2 separate regions of the Sus scrofa genome follow, and region 1 is linked to region 2. The links are chromatin contacts, called in public Hi-C maps. All regions are on one chromosome and are shown on one strand. The core of a region is the stretch at or near the end of the contact, and the rest is flanking DNA. Distances in the headings are between cores, read along the strand shown.

Region 1 (6,867 bases), core at 63-2,562, 91 kb before region 2:
TGACTAAAAATATATGTTAGAAAATAGACAATTTTGAGGGAGATAACAAACCATGCAGTTTTAGACTTCTTATTGCTTGCTGGCAAAGGAAAGAAGGGTAAATAGAAGAAATATGGAACAAAGAGTTAGCAGGAAGAAGTAAGGAGCAAAGTCCAGATTCTTGGTTCCACAGCAAGTCCCCAACCATAAAGTGCTGTTTAAGAGGGAAGTACATCCTCAACCTGTTCCAGTCCATCCTTGAGTATGTTTCATGACCCATGGGGTTTATGTTATAGGTGGAATTGTGAGGAGGGTACATTTAAATCTGATTTAGAAACTGAAAGGGTAATTAGGTGAGCATTTTGTTATTTATGAACAGGCAGAGTGGGCAGAAATGAAAAAGAAAAGCAAAAAGCTAATGGTGGATATATTTCTAGGAGTACAAGAGTTTTTATAGCAACACCAGATTTCTCAAAAGTGCCTACTGTGATTTGTACCCAAATGAATAAAAAATGCAATCATTTATTCTTGTACATTGTGCCATGTGAGAAAAGAACTGCAATTCATTCAATGGTCTTAATTTAGACTGCTGGGAAGAGAGGTTCAGAAAAAAAGACAAGCTTTTAAAGTATCTGACACACATCTAGTAGGGCTATTTAAGAACTGCTGAGCATAGAAAGCAAGTTACGGGGAGCTGAATTCTCCTTTTCAGAGCATCACAAGGGTAAAATGTGGCCCATATAGTCCAAACTTGCTGATGGTTGCCTGGTCCCTTGCAGGAGACATCCAGCGCTGCGTCTGAAAGCTGCAGAACTCTCAACATACCACTTCAATTCATTAACGACGTTTATAACTGCAACCAAAGTGGACTAACTTCAGTGGTGGTTCTTTGCCCTTTAGCATGGAGATGAACTTTAAGGTAACTGAGCACCTTAGGACTTCAAGCGAAGAGGAGGAAATTTTCATCTACGTGCTTTTCTTTCAAGAAGCCGCTAATGAGTCTTTAAACGCCAACTCTGATGTTGCTGTTGGTAAGTACTGCCCTCTGGGTGAGCAGGCAGTGGTAAGTTTCTCCTTACAGAGAGGAAGTTGGAGAAAGGGATGTTTACAGAGTCAATTTTACAACAAAGAGTTAACCTTTCCCCTCCGACAATAAGCGCCTGCCCCTTCCTTGCTTTCTACTGCGCAACCAAACTGCCCAAGCTCGAACCAACAGTCGCCGCCACATCCCTTGCAGGTTGATTTAATAGACACTTTCTGCAGCCTATCAGGATTTCGAACTGCCCAACCGTCAACCAATTACAACTAAAGCTGGGCTTGGGACGGTCCAGGTCCGGGAGGGGGCTAATACCGGGTCCAGGAAAAGGGGCGGTAAGGAAGCTATGACGGACGGGTAAACTAAGCCAATAAGAGCAGAGAGCTGTATCACCACTATCCAATGGAGAGGTAGGAAGTGTGAAACGGGGTGGGCCTGTTGTCATGGGGGAGGTGGTGGCGCTTGGTGGCTGCCGGCGGCCGAGGTAGAGGCAGTGGCGCTGGAGTTGGTCGAGGATAGCGGCAGGTGAGTGCCTGTAACGCGGGCCTGAAGGCTGAGGGCCATCTCCGAGCGAAAACTCCAGCTCGGTCATCCGGAGGCGGAGGCCTGCGGAAGGGGGCCTGGGCTGCAGGCCGGGTCGGGCCCGGGCCGGGGCCAGGGCGGGGGCGGTGGCCGCGAGTTCGCGCTGACTGGGCTAGTGCGAGAACCGCCCGGCTCCCGGCGGCGGAGTTCGCGCTGGCAAGGTAGGCTGGGGCCGGACTCAAGCGAGTTGGGCCGGGAGCTTCCTTGGGACGCCCAGCCAGCCGCTCGGGTCTGGGGCACTGACTGGCTGCGGGTGTGTGAGGGGTAGGTCCGTAGGGAGACGGGAGCGACTGGGCTCCTAGAGAGGGGATGGCGGGTTACGACTTGGTCCGAGGGCAGGGTGACTCGGGAATACCCAGGACAGCTTCGGAGCGAGGAAAAAGTGGAAACAGGGAATCCCGGGAGCGGCCCGAGCGGAGAAAGCCGGGGAGGGGCTCGGGGGGCCGTAGACTGGGAGTGGCTTGGGTTCGAGAGAGAAGAGAGACCGAGGGAGGTCGGGGTCCAGGGTACTGGGAGCAGCCGGGGTCGGAGAAAGGGCGTCTAGGAAAGACAGGGAGGGGGCTGAGCACCCTCCTGAGAAGGGCGGCTGTCCGAGGGAGAAGCGCTCTTGGACTGTTACGGATCTTCGGAGGGTCTGACCCATGGAGATCTTGAACAAGTTAGGAACCGGAGCGCCCTGCCCCCCACCGCTGGTCTGGGATGGAAGATCCTAGATCAGACTGGGAACTCCTGGGTCTGAGGATCCACAAGAGATCAGGGGAAAAAAAATCCTCATGGGGGTAGCTTGGGTTTGACGTCAGGGTGAGGGGTCTAGCTGAGGAGTGGAAGTTCTCTCAGCTGGAGTTAAATCAAGGAAAATGATACGGGTAGGCGGGGAAAAGTAGTTTCCTTGTAGGAAGGGAGTAGAAGATAGGGCGTAGTAGGAAGGAGCCAGAAAGTTGCCCAGGAAGCGTGGTCTTGTGGAAACTGGCCAGAACCGTAGATATGAGAAATTAACATAGGGCCCTTAATAGGTTGTAAGGACCTAAGAAATAGAAGTTTCAGCTTCACAATACTAAGATGCCATCTAGGATCAGAGAAAGTGTTTTAAGAGCAAGGTTGTGACTCGCATTCCATTGCTTTAGAAATTTGTTTTAGGACGACAGCAATAATGCTAGAAAATAAGGACGTTGGCAGGATGGGAGATTTGAATGGGAAAAGGAGTAGCCGAGATAAAGGAGTAGGACTGCGGACTTGATCAGCAAGAGGAGGGGCATGAAGAGGACAGACTTACTTATGTCAATTTAAAAATAAGTTTGAATTCTAGTTCCACCACCTAGCTTCGACAACTTAACCTCTCTCTGTGCTGAAGTTTCATCTGTATAATAGAGTTCCTACTTTTAAGGGTTGTTTTCTCATGTGAGTTAATGTTTTGTGGAACTTTTAGGCTGATGACTGGCACAGAGTAAGCACTGTGTACTGGATTATCAAATGTGTAGAAGATAAAGGAAGACCTGAATTCCTTAATGCGGTTGTTCTCAAACTTTGATTTGCACCAGAATCACCTGGAGGACTTGTTAAACAGCAGTCTGCTAGCTCTACTGATTCAGTTAGGGCTGGGTTTGGGTCTGAGAATTTGCATTTATCTCAGGTGATGCTTGTATTGGTCAGGGGACCACACTTCAAGAACCTCTTGCTTTTTTGAAAAGAGTAATAATACCAACCTTAAAATACCTGTCTGCCCTGCTAGGGATGAGTAGAAGCAACTTGCAAAAGAAAAAACCCAAAAACCTAATATAAGAGAAACCCTGTCCTAAGTCTATGTTTTTCAAACTGTAGATTATGATTCATTAGTAATTTATAAAATCAATTTAGTGGTCTTACCACCAGTTTTGAAAATGAAATTAAATAGAAAAGAATTGACTAGCATTTCACATGGTAATGGAAAATATTGTTTTGGGAAATTTAGTTCACACATGTGTACTAGATCAGAATGTAAAATGTATTTCTCATAGTCAAAAGAGATATAAAAAACTCTTTTTGCCATGCATTGGAACCCTTCAGTAGGAGCATTCAGGGACTGGGTTTATTATTTATTTTTTGTTTTGTGGTAATTCTTCTCAGGTGGTGATACATTCTATCAGGTTTCTTCAGTTTCTGATCTGGTTTCTCCTGTGTTTGCCTTATCACATATGGTGTTGTGCTTCTTTTAGATATTGAGGCTCTTTGGCGTGAGGACTAAAGGGAATTTGAGGCAGAGAAATGAAATTGAATGGTCTTTCTTGATGTGGTCCACTTTTGTTTCACTTGTGCCGTTTTGGTTACCTTTTCTTTTTTACCGCTGTACTATAAAGGACTGTTTGTAAAAAACCTAAGTATATACAGACATGTTGACAGTAAACAACTAACACTGAAACAGACTGGTTTGAGAACAGTTCATGTATAGAAAGTAGGCAAAAACCAAAAAAGACACGTTTAAAAAGAGGAAAGCAAAAGGGTGTTTCCTTTTTAGAGTAAAGGTATTTTAAAGCTTTTCGTGGTCTTAATGTAAAATATATAATATAAAAGCATTTTTAAGAGAACCAGATACACTTGACTTGTATATTTTAGATGTCTGGGTTTTTGAAGAGGTTAGAAATAATGATAATACTTGACAGTAAAATGCACCTGGGATAGAGTTTAACTACAAAGTAAATAGTTTATTTAGCAGGAGCTTTTGTTTTGATGGTTTTCTCTCTTGAAAATGAACTGGATGTGGCATATGTTATAAATGTAACTTGTTTGAGGGATCTAAATGTAACCTACAGTACTTATTTTAAGCTATTTTAAGAATATATATGCATGTTTTGTTTCGTTGTGGGTTTAGTTTTTCTTCTGTAAGACTAGATGGTTTATATTTAGGAAGAGTTGATTTATATCTGTTTTAATCAATGTAAGAACAGAGAAAGCAGTGTTGAAAACCGTTGAGATTCTTATTGCTCTCTTTTAAAACTTTAATCCAGGAGATTTATGTAACCCTTTCATGAATGTTTTATAAGATTGTGAAGAAACTTTTAGTGTAGCTTTGCATCAGGAAATTTAGATAGTTTTTTTTTTTTTCTCTCAGAAAGTTTTTATGTTTTGTTATGATTTTAATTTTCATTTGGAAGACACAGAACATGTAATTATTGCATGTTTGAGTTGAAAAACATAGTGGTCCTTTCTTAAAACAAATTCACTAATTTTGGGGGACAAAGTTTCAAGGGTGAAGGCTTTGAATTCCTTGTATTGATAAATGAAGTATCCCTACCACCAAAATGGCTTTTCTTTAAGTCATTGTACAGTTGGTGGGCACTTTTGTATAGGTTATTCAATTCTTTACTATCTGATGGAGGAATGTAAAATCTTGATAATCGAGTGTGGGAAAAATGTAAAAGTTCGGTTTTTTTTTTCATAATCATGAACATTAGCCAGTTTGATTACTTGCCTGCTTTTTAATAAATGGACTTTATTCACTTGACTTATTATTCACCCATAATTTAATCATACTTATCTACGAATTGCTCTGATTGCTCGTCTTTTACAGTGAGATTTGTTAATCCGTAGTTGAAAAAATGGTGGTTTTTAAATCCCAAAGAAACTGCTTCTGACTGTACAATTTAGTGAGGCTCAATTTCACATTTCAAAGATTATTCAGGTAAATTATTTTAAAAACTGGAAGTTCAATTAACACTAATGATTTTTTATTTCAGTAAAGTTTCAGTAAAGTCTTTCATAAATAGCTTCTGATCTGCTTTCTCTGTTTCTTGCTCTCCAACTACCCATGTAATAAATCCTAACGTTACTGCCTGAAGATCTAGTTCTATAAAAGTACAAATCCCCTAAGTCTCATTTTTAGTTTGCTGAGAGAATTGCTTTTATCAGAAAAAGGTTGCTTGGTAAACTTACTACCTTAAGAAAAAGTCTTTTTTATTAATAGAGTACTCGGACAGCTACATTTTATTTTGTATTCGCCAAAATACATCTGTTGTGTTTTTTAATACATTTTTATTTCTATGGAATGGAACTTGAATTCTGCCGATTTCTGAGCTCTGATATGTGTTTACTTGGTGGGGCTAGGGAGAAAGGAAACAATTGTACTCCTTAAATTAAAAAAATTTTTTTTGCTATCTTTTTATGTTTTATCTTGATATTATGGTAAAATTTTTTTTGCAAAGAAATATAAATTTTTTTTTTTTTTTCAAATAAAGAGAAAAATTTGGTGGTGGTCTAGTGGTTAAGGACCTGACGTTGTCACTGCTGAGGCTTGGGTTTGATTCCTGGCTTGGGAATTTTGTATGCTGTGGATGCAGCCAGAAAAAAAAATTTATTTGCAAAGAAATTTTAAATTCAATAATATATTGTAAATCTCATTATTAAAGATGGAAATTCTATATAAGATTTTAGGATGTTTGTCCAGATGTGAGACACAGGTACTGATAAATAAGATGCCACTATGATATTGCCATATATTTTTGAGAATATGAAATATGCACTTGGAAATCTTGGGACAAAAGGAGGCTTGAGACTAAGGGAGAATGAGGAGAATACTGACATGTGTTTAAGGAGGAGTCTGGAGGATCTGCAGGAAGTATGTCTAGAGGAAAGAGCCATTCTTGGCAGTTTTCCTGGAGTGACATATGTAAGGAGGATGATCCTCTTTGCAACAGTCTTGCCGTGGCCGTATTTTTTGTTCTGGTGCTATACCCTTCCTTTGTTTTCTTCCACTCAGGAAAGTATGTCAGAATACAAATGAATAGACTGAGAATTGCTAGTCCGAAAGGGTGGGAGCTTGGGCAGGACCATGTGGATTTAGAAGGCTGGACACTCGTCTTTGATTCTCCAGCTCTTGGGAATAGGAGCCCAGCAATTGTAACTAGGCCAAGCCTTCCCACTTTTCCTTTTCAATGGAGGCTGGGATTAGGCAGTAGGAAGAGACTCAGTTATCTTACATGGATTAAACAAGGAACTGCAATATTAATAATTAATGTTCGGTGACTTCCCCTTCTCTCCCTACCAGAATTCTCTTTCTCCCTACTTGCTTACTGATTCCTTGCATTCAGGATCAAAAGTCTTGAGTTCTCTCATTAGATAGCAAAATTTTAATTGTGGTGACTTATTTATATTAGGTATATATAATTAATTAGGAGAATGATTTTTATCAGATTTTTTTCCAGTTTAGTTAGCGAGGAAGAGGGATTTAAAGCTGTGGAACACTGCTTGGCTTCTGAATAAAGGCAAAGTCAGGGAAGCCAAGAACATAGAAAATAGCG
Region 2 (6,846 bases), core at 2,105-4,604:
GGGGGAAATTGTGAACCTTCTCTTTTTACTTTGTGTACCTGGTTTTGTTTGGATTTACCATATATCAATGTAATGTAGCAATACTTATGTTACTAACAACAATTTTGTGAGATGTTTATTATTCTCATTTTACAGATGAGGAAACTGAGGCTTGGTGAAGTTACGAAACTTGTCCAAAGTCACACAGCTTGTAAAGGGCACAGCCAAGATTCAGAGCCAGGTCTGTCCAACTTCAAAACTCTTAATCACGGCCATGAGACTTTGAAATAGCTGTGAAGTATCAACCTATGTTAAATTGTATTGATATTGATATTGCTTAACTGTTATTTCTCTTACTGATAAATTACTTAATGGTGAGTTTTTTCATCCATAATAATTGCATGTATCTTTTAAATATTATGAAAAGAAGTATAATATACTAATTGAGGGTCTGGGCTCTGGAGACAGCTACTTGGGCATGAATCCCTAAGGTTCTCTACTTAGTTGTGTGACGTTGGAAAGTAACTCAGCTTTTCTGTACCTCAATTTTCCTATCTGTAAAATGGTGATAATATTATTGTCCACCTGAGAGGGTTGTTGTGAAGATAAATGCTTTAATGTCTACAAAGCGTCTATAACAGTGCCAGATACACAGTAAACTTTTTTTTTTTTTTAATTTTTATTTTATTTTTTTGTCTTTTTGAGGGCTGCACTCACGGAGGTTCCCAGGCTAGGGGTCTAATCGGAGCTGTAGCCCCTGGCCTACGCTACAGCCACAACAACGCCAAATCCAAGCTGCATCTGCAACCTACACCACAGCTCACAGCAATGTTGAATCCTTAACCCACTGATCGGGGCCAGGAATCGAACGCACAACCTCATAGTTCCTAGTCAGATTCGTTTTTGCTGCTCCACGACGGGAACTCCCACAGTAAACATTCAGTAAATGTTACCTCTTAGTGTGATCATTTCCTAGCCACCAGTAAAGCAGATGATCATTACTTCTAATTCACTATTAGGAAATTTGGATAAAGCAAAGTTTAAGCAGTAATATATCACGAAACTTAAGTAAATCAAAATTAAATTTGAGTAAGTTAGACCTAAAGAAAATCATACATTTGATCAAGTTTAGGTCTCTTGTAAAGCAGACTGGACAACTGCTTATAGGTCTTACATATACAAGGGTATTATATGTATAAGGATGACACATAGGTCCACTGGAGGTACCCTTTGAGCCCAATATGATTATTGTATTAGAAATGTGTTTCGTCTGTTTTCCTCTTGTAAGTAGAATTTGTATTCAGAATAAGTTTTTACATTTTTAGGTGACTTTTAAGGAATATTTGCTTTTGGCAGTATTCATAGCTGATTATCAAGAACGAAAACATACATAAAATGTTGGCAATATTTCATCACTTGCAGGAGTGGTTATTAGAATTTACATTATGGTGAATGTGGAATCTGATTGACCTTTGAACTCATGGGACCATAGCACATTTAACGAGAAATCAGCCACGTACTGATCATGTTCTCTTCATTCATACTTGTTCATTGTAGCTGTCAACATTCTGAAGTACCATAACAACTCTTGCTACAATTTTTTTTTTTTTTTTTTTTTGGTCTTTTTAGGGCCACACATGTGGCATATGGAAGATACCAGGTTAGGGATCGAATCAGAGCTGTAGCTGCTGGCCTACACAGCCACAGCAACGCAGGATCCAAGCTGTGTCTGCAACTAACACCACAGCTCACAGTAATGCCGGGTCCTTAACCCACTGAGTGAGGCCAGGGATCGAACCTGCATCCTTATGGATGCTAGTCAGATTTGTTTCTGCTGAGCCATGACAGAAACTCCTATTGCTGCAATTTAGTTAAAGTACATTACCTATAATTAGTGCCTAATAAGTTCATACAAATTGAAAAAATATCCATAAAAGGGAGTAATTTGGGTTAAGTTACATAAAAAAACTCAAAAGCTATTATTAAAAAGCAGGATTTATACGAGCCCAAGATCTCAGTAGCTTTTAATCTACATGTGCATTTAATTTATTTTCTTTATTTTATGCTATTGAGCCTTTCTGTCCTTGAACATGATGTGTCTAGTTCTAGTTATCTAGATATTTAGATATTTAAAAATATCTTTCAGGAGTTCCTGTCTTGATGCAGTGGTTAATGAATCCGACTAGGAGCCATGAGGTTGCGGGTTTGATCCCTGGCCTTGCTCAGTGGGTTGAGGATCCGGCGTTGCCGTGAGCTGTGGCATAGGTTGCAGACACGGCTCAGATCCCGTAACAACAGCTCCGATTGGACCCCTAGCCTGGGAACCTCCATATGCCAGGAGTGCGGCCCTAGAAAAGGCAAAAAGACAAAAAAATAATCTGTCAGTAAAGTTTCTTTTTTTCCATAAAGTTCTTTCAAATCTCTTAATTATTAGATACATTATTTCATGTTACTATTGTAAGTAGTATATTTTCTCATTTTTTATTGGCTGATACAAGTTTCTTGGTATGTAGATCTGTTTAGCCTACCTTACTAAAGTATGATGATTGCAACTGTGTCTTCCTTTCCAGTGCTTACACTTTCTTTTTCTTGCTTTACTATGCTAGTTAGGACCTCAAATGTAGTGTTCAATACAGTGTTAATAGTGGACATTCTTTTTTTCTTTTTTCTTTTGTGGCTGCCCCGTGGCATATGGAGCTCCTGGGCCAGGGATCAGATCTGACCCCATGCCACAGCTGCTGCAACGCTGAATCCTTTAGCCCACTGTACCAGGCCAGGGATTGAACTTTTGTCCTGGCGCTGAAGAACCACTGCCAATCCTGTTGTGCCACAGCAGGAATTCCAATAGTGGACATTCTTATATTGCACTTAGTTTTTACAATGACATGCTCCTGATGTTTCACCATTAATAATAATGTTTGCTATAGATATTTGATAGATATTCCGAGGTTTAAATACTTTTCTCTTGTTCTTTGGCTAAGATTTTGTATGTGTGTGAAAAATAAGTATTGAATTTTATCAGATGCTTTTCTTACCTTTATGAAGATGATCGTATGGTTGTCCTCCCTTATTCTGTTAATGTGGTGAATGACATTTATTGATTTTCTAAAGTTGAATCACCCTTGCATTGCTGGAATGAACCCAACTTAATCCTGATGGTCTTTTAAAAATTACATAGTTGGGTTTAATTTATTACTATTTTATTTAGAAGTTTTGCATGTGTTCACAGATGAAATTGGTCCTTAAATTTTATTTCTTATAGTTTGTCCTTAATTTTAGTATCCTGATTATGCCAACCCCAGGAGTATGAGTGGAGAACAATCCCCCCCTCTCCCTGAAGGGATTTACATAAGACTGGACTAATGTACCTTTTGAAAGTTTAGTTGAACTTCGGTTTGACTGTCTTTGCCTTATTTTGGCAGGGGGGAGAGGTGTGAGCCTAGTATTTTGTAAGGAAACATGTATTCAATTTTCTAAATAGTTTTATTGAGGATTTCTGTTTCTAGTTAATTCAGTTTACAGAAGGTTTTTTTTTTTTTTTTCCATTTTTTAGGAATCCATCCATTTTGTCTGAATTTTTTAAGTATTTGGCATAAAATTGTTTAAAATATTTTTTGTTGTCTTTTAAATTTCTGCTTTCTAAGTATTTAATCTCTTTTATTGCTGCTATTTTTGTACCTTCCCTTTTTTCCTTTATCAGTCTTGCTAGAGGTTTTATCTATTTTCTTAGTCTTATCAAAAAACCAGTGCTTGACTTTGATTTTCTATATTATATGTTTTAAATTTCATTAATTTATGACCTTTCTCCTTTCTTCATTTTTAAGGGAAAAGTAGACTCTAATATAAAGACACTGGGGTCTCTCCCAGTTTCCAAGGACAGGATTTCATTAGGCCTTAAGAACAGCTGGAACCAGAGGTTATAATACTACTAGCACCTTACTTCTTTCTCTTTCCTTTATTAATCTATTTCTTTCTCTTTTGCTGTCAATTGGCTTTTTTCTTTTTTTTCCTAATGGCTGCACCTGTGGCATATTTAAATTCCCAGCCTAGCATCAAGTTGGAACTGCAGCTTTCAGTGACGCCAGATCCCCAAACCATTGATCGAGGCCAGGGATCAAACCCTCATCCCTCACAGACAGTATGTAGGATTCTTAACCTGCTGAGCCTCAATAGTAACTCCATCAAATGGCTTTTCTAACTCTTCAGTTTATATGGTGAAAATGAGCCTGATATTTGATGTCAATTCCAATTTGGTATGTTCTTGATTCCTTTAGGGATTTCGGATTTTTCCATCTGGGTTACCTTCTTTCTTTTCTTTTCTTTTTCTTTGTCTTTTTAGGGCCGCACCTGCAGCATCTGGGGGTTCCCAGGCTAGGGGTCTAATTGGAGCTATAGCTACTGGCCTTCTTCGCCACAGCCACAGAAAAGCCAGATCTGAGCCACATCGGCGACCTACACCACAGCCCATGGCAACGCTGGATCCTTAACCCACTGAGCGAGGCCGGGAATCAAACCCACAACTTGATGGTTCCTAGTCAGATTCATTTCTGCTGCACCACGACGGGAACTATGCCCCTTCTTTCTTTTGAAACTATTTTTCTTTAGCATTTTTTTAAAATAGGATTTTATGTTGTAAAATTTTTGTCTGAAAGAGTCTTTATTGTCCTCATTCTTTTTTTTCCCCCTTTGGCCTTACTCACTGAATGCCAAAGTTCCCAGGCCAGGGATCGAACTGGTGCCACGGCAGTGACAATGCCAGATCCTTAAAACACTGAGCCACCAGGAAACTCCATCATCCTCATTCTTGATAGATATTTCATTAGGTATGCAATTGTGGGGTAGCAGTTATTTTTGTAGCCATTGGAAGAAATAATTCCACTCTCTTCTGGTTTCTGTTGTTGCTATTGATAAATCAGCTGCCAAATAATTAAGTGAATCTGCCCCCCCCCCCTTTTTACACCTGGCTGCTTTTGAGCTCTGTTTTTTAGTTTTTTGTCTTTTCATATGTTGTACCTAGGTATAAATTTGTTTTTATTTATCCTTTTAAATGTGAACTGCTATTGTCCCTGGAAAAAATATTTTTGTGTATTCTTTGAGGCCTAAGAAGGAAATGCTTTTCTTTTGCTTCAAGAAGATTTACCATTGATTTTTTTTTTCTCATTTTTTTTGGCCACATATGTAAGTTCCCAGGCCGTGGATTGAGTCCGAGCTGCATCTATGATCTACACTATAGCTGGGGCAATGCCAGATCCTTAACCCACTGCTGGGAATCGAACTGGCAGCACCACAGAGACAAGCTGTATCATTAACCCAGTGGACCACAGTGGGAACTCTACCTTTGCTTTTTTTCCCCAGATACTACAGTTTGGTGACTAAATTCATACTTTGAGGTTTTGGACTACCCAAATGAAGTGAGTTTCAGTTGCAGTTATGTGTGTGGGCTTACTTGTCTTTACAGTCTTTTAGGAATCCTTGTTCTCTTCTGCAATAGGAAGGCAGATTTCTTTGTAGTCCTTTGGAGATCCCATGTGGGAATGCGTAGACTGGGTTTACTTCTGGTTTACTCTTTTCCTGAGGATAAAACTTTTAGTGGGGGTTCCAGCTTTATGAAGAAAGGGTCTTCTAATAGATTTTTTCCATGTTGGGTAGGTCTTGGACTTTGACTTCTGTTCTTTGCCAGGATATAGTCAAACCCGTAACAATAAAATTAGGCAGATGTCTACAGGACAAAAACAGTTTTTTCATGCCACTTATCTCTTTTGAGTTTGTGCTTTCTCATAGATTTTGTACTGGTTATTTCTTTACTATCTTGTAAGCTCTTCGGTGTTTTAATATTTTTTGAAATAAAATTTTATCCATCACTTTTACTTGTTTTCAGTGAGAGAATTGGATGAATTTTCTAGCCTAATATGTTACTGGAAGTGGTATTTTATTCTAATTTTTTTTGGCTTTTTTGTATTTCTGATTCCTTCAGATAGATGTTTAATTCACTGATTATTAGCCTTGTTTTCTTTTCTTTTTTTGTCTTTTTGCCGTTTTCTAGGGCCACTCCCACGGCATATGGAGGTTCCCAGGCTAGGGGTCTACTTGGAGCTGTAGCCGTCAGCCTACACCACAGCCGAAGCAACTGAGGATCCGAGCTGTGTCTGTGACCTACACCACAGCTCACAGCAGCACCAGATCCTTGACAGACTGAGCAAAGCCAGGGATCGAACCCACAACCTCATGGTTCCTAGTCAGATTCATTAACTTCTCTGTGCCACGACAGGAACTCCTTTGTTTTCTTTTTTTAAATTAAAATTGATTTACAGTGTTCCATCGAGTTCTCTTGTGCAACAAAGTGCCCCAATCACACACATTTCCCTGTGCTGTACATAGTCATGTTTTCTAATATAAGTGTTTAAAACTATATATTTGTAAGTGGCTCATGAGGTTTGAAATGGAATATTTTAATTATTAACTACAGATATTTAACATTCTTTTTTTTAATGTATATTATTTTCCATCATGGTCTATCCCAGTAGATTGGATATAGTTCCCTGTGCTATACAAAGGACCATATTGTCTATCCATTCTAAATGTAATTACTTTAGATACTTAAGATTTTTAATTTGCTGTTATGCTTTTCATAAGCTTGTCTCTTTAAGCCATTACCTAGGATCCACAAGTCAATTAGGAGTTTTAAAATACATGGATTTTAAAAGCTTTATCTTTTTGTAATATTTAACTCACCTTAAAAAAAAGGGGGGGAGGAGAGTTCCTATTGTGGTTCAGCGGTAACAAACCTGACTAGTATCTATGAGGATGTGGGTTCAATCGCTGACCTCACTCAGTGGGTTAAGGATCTGGTGTTGCTGTGAGCTGTGG

What was found. Hi-C and Micro-C count contacts between places; a contact is called where the count stands out from the background.
Region 1: a contact with region 2 is called in a Hi-C map of liver, with 2.9 times the contacts expected there. The contact joins the promoter of NUMB here to the enhancer-like site in region 2. A contact is called at or near these places in 1 of 5 promoter capture datasets (liver), 3 of 47 Hi-C or Micro-C datasets (embryonic fibroblasts and liver) and 1 of 2 datasets of contacts at active chromatin or transcription factors (alveolar macrophages).

Annotation. Positions count from the first base shown.
Region 1 is chr7:96,793,135-96,800,001 of Sscrofa11.1, reverse strand. NUMB (protein numb homolog) reads left to right here and starts at 1,312. Exons shown (of 9, transcript XM_021099490.1): 1 at 1,312-1,540.
Region 2 is chr7:96,703,834-96,710,679 of Sscrofa11.1, reverse strand. All of the region lies in intron 1 of NUMB (protein numb homolog), which reads left to right. Among named protein-coding and RNA genes, the nearest start is that of NUMB, 91 kb to the left of the region's middle. Within about 2 kb of position 3,354, at least 1 of the 83 cell types and tissues checked has an H3K27ac peak or open chromatin away from gene starts, as enhancers often do. A contact at or near this core is called in liver, where this site is marked.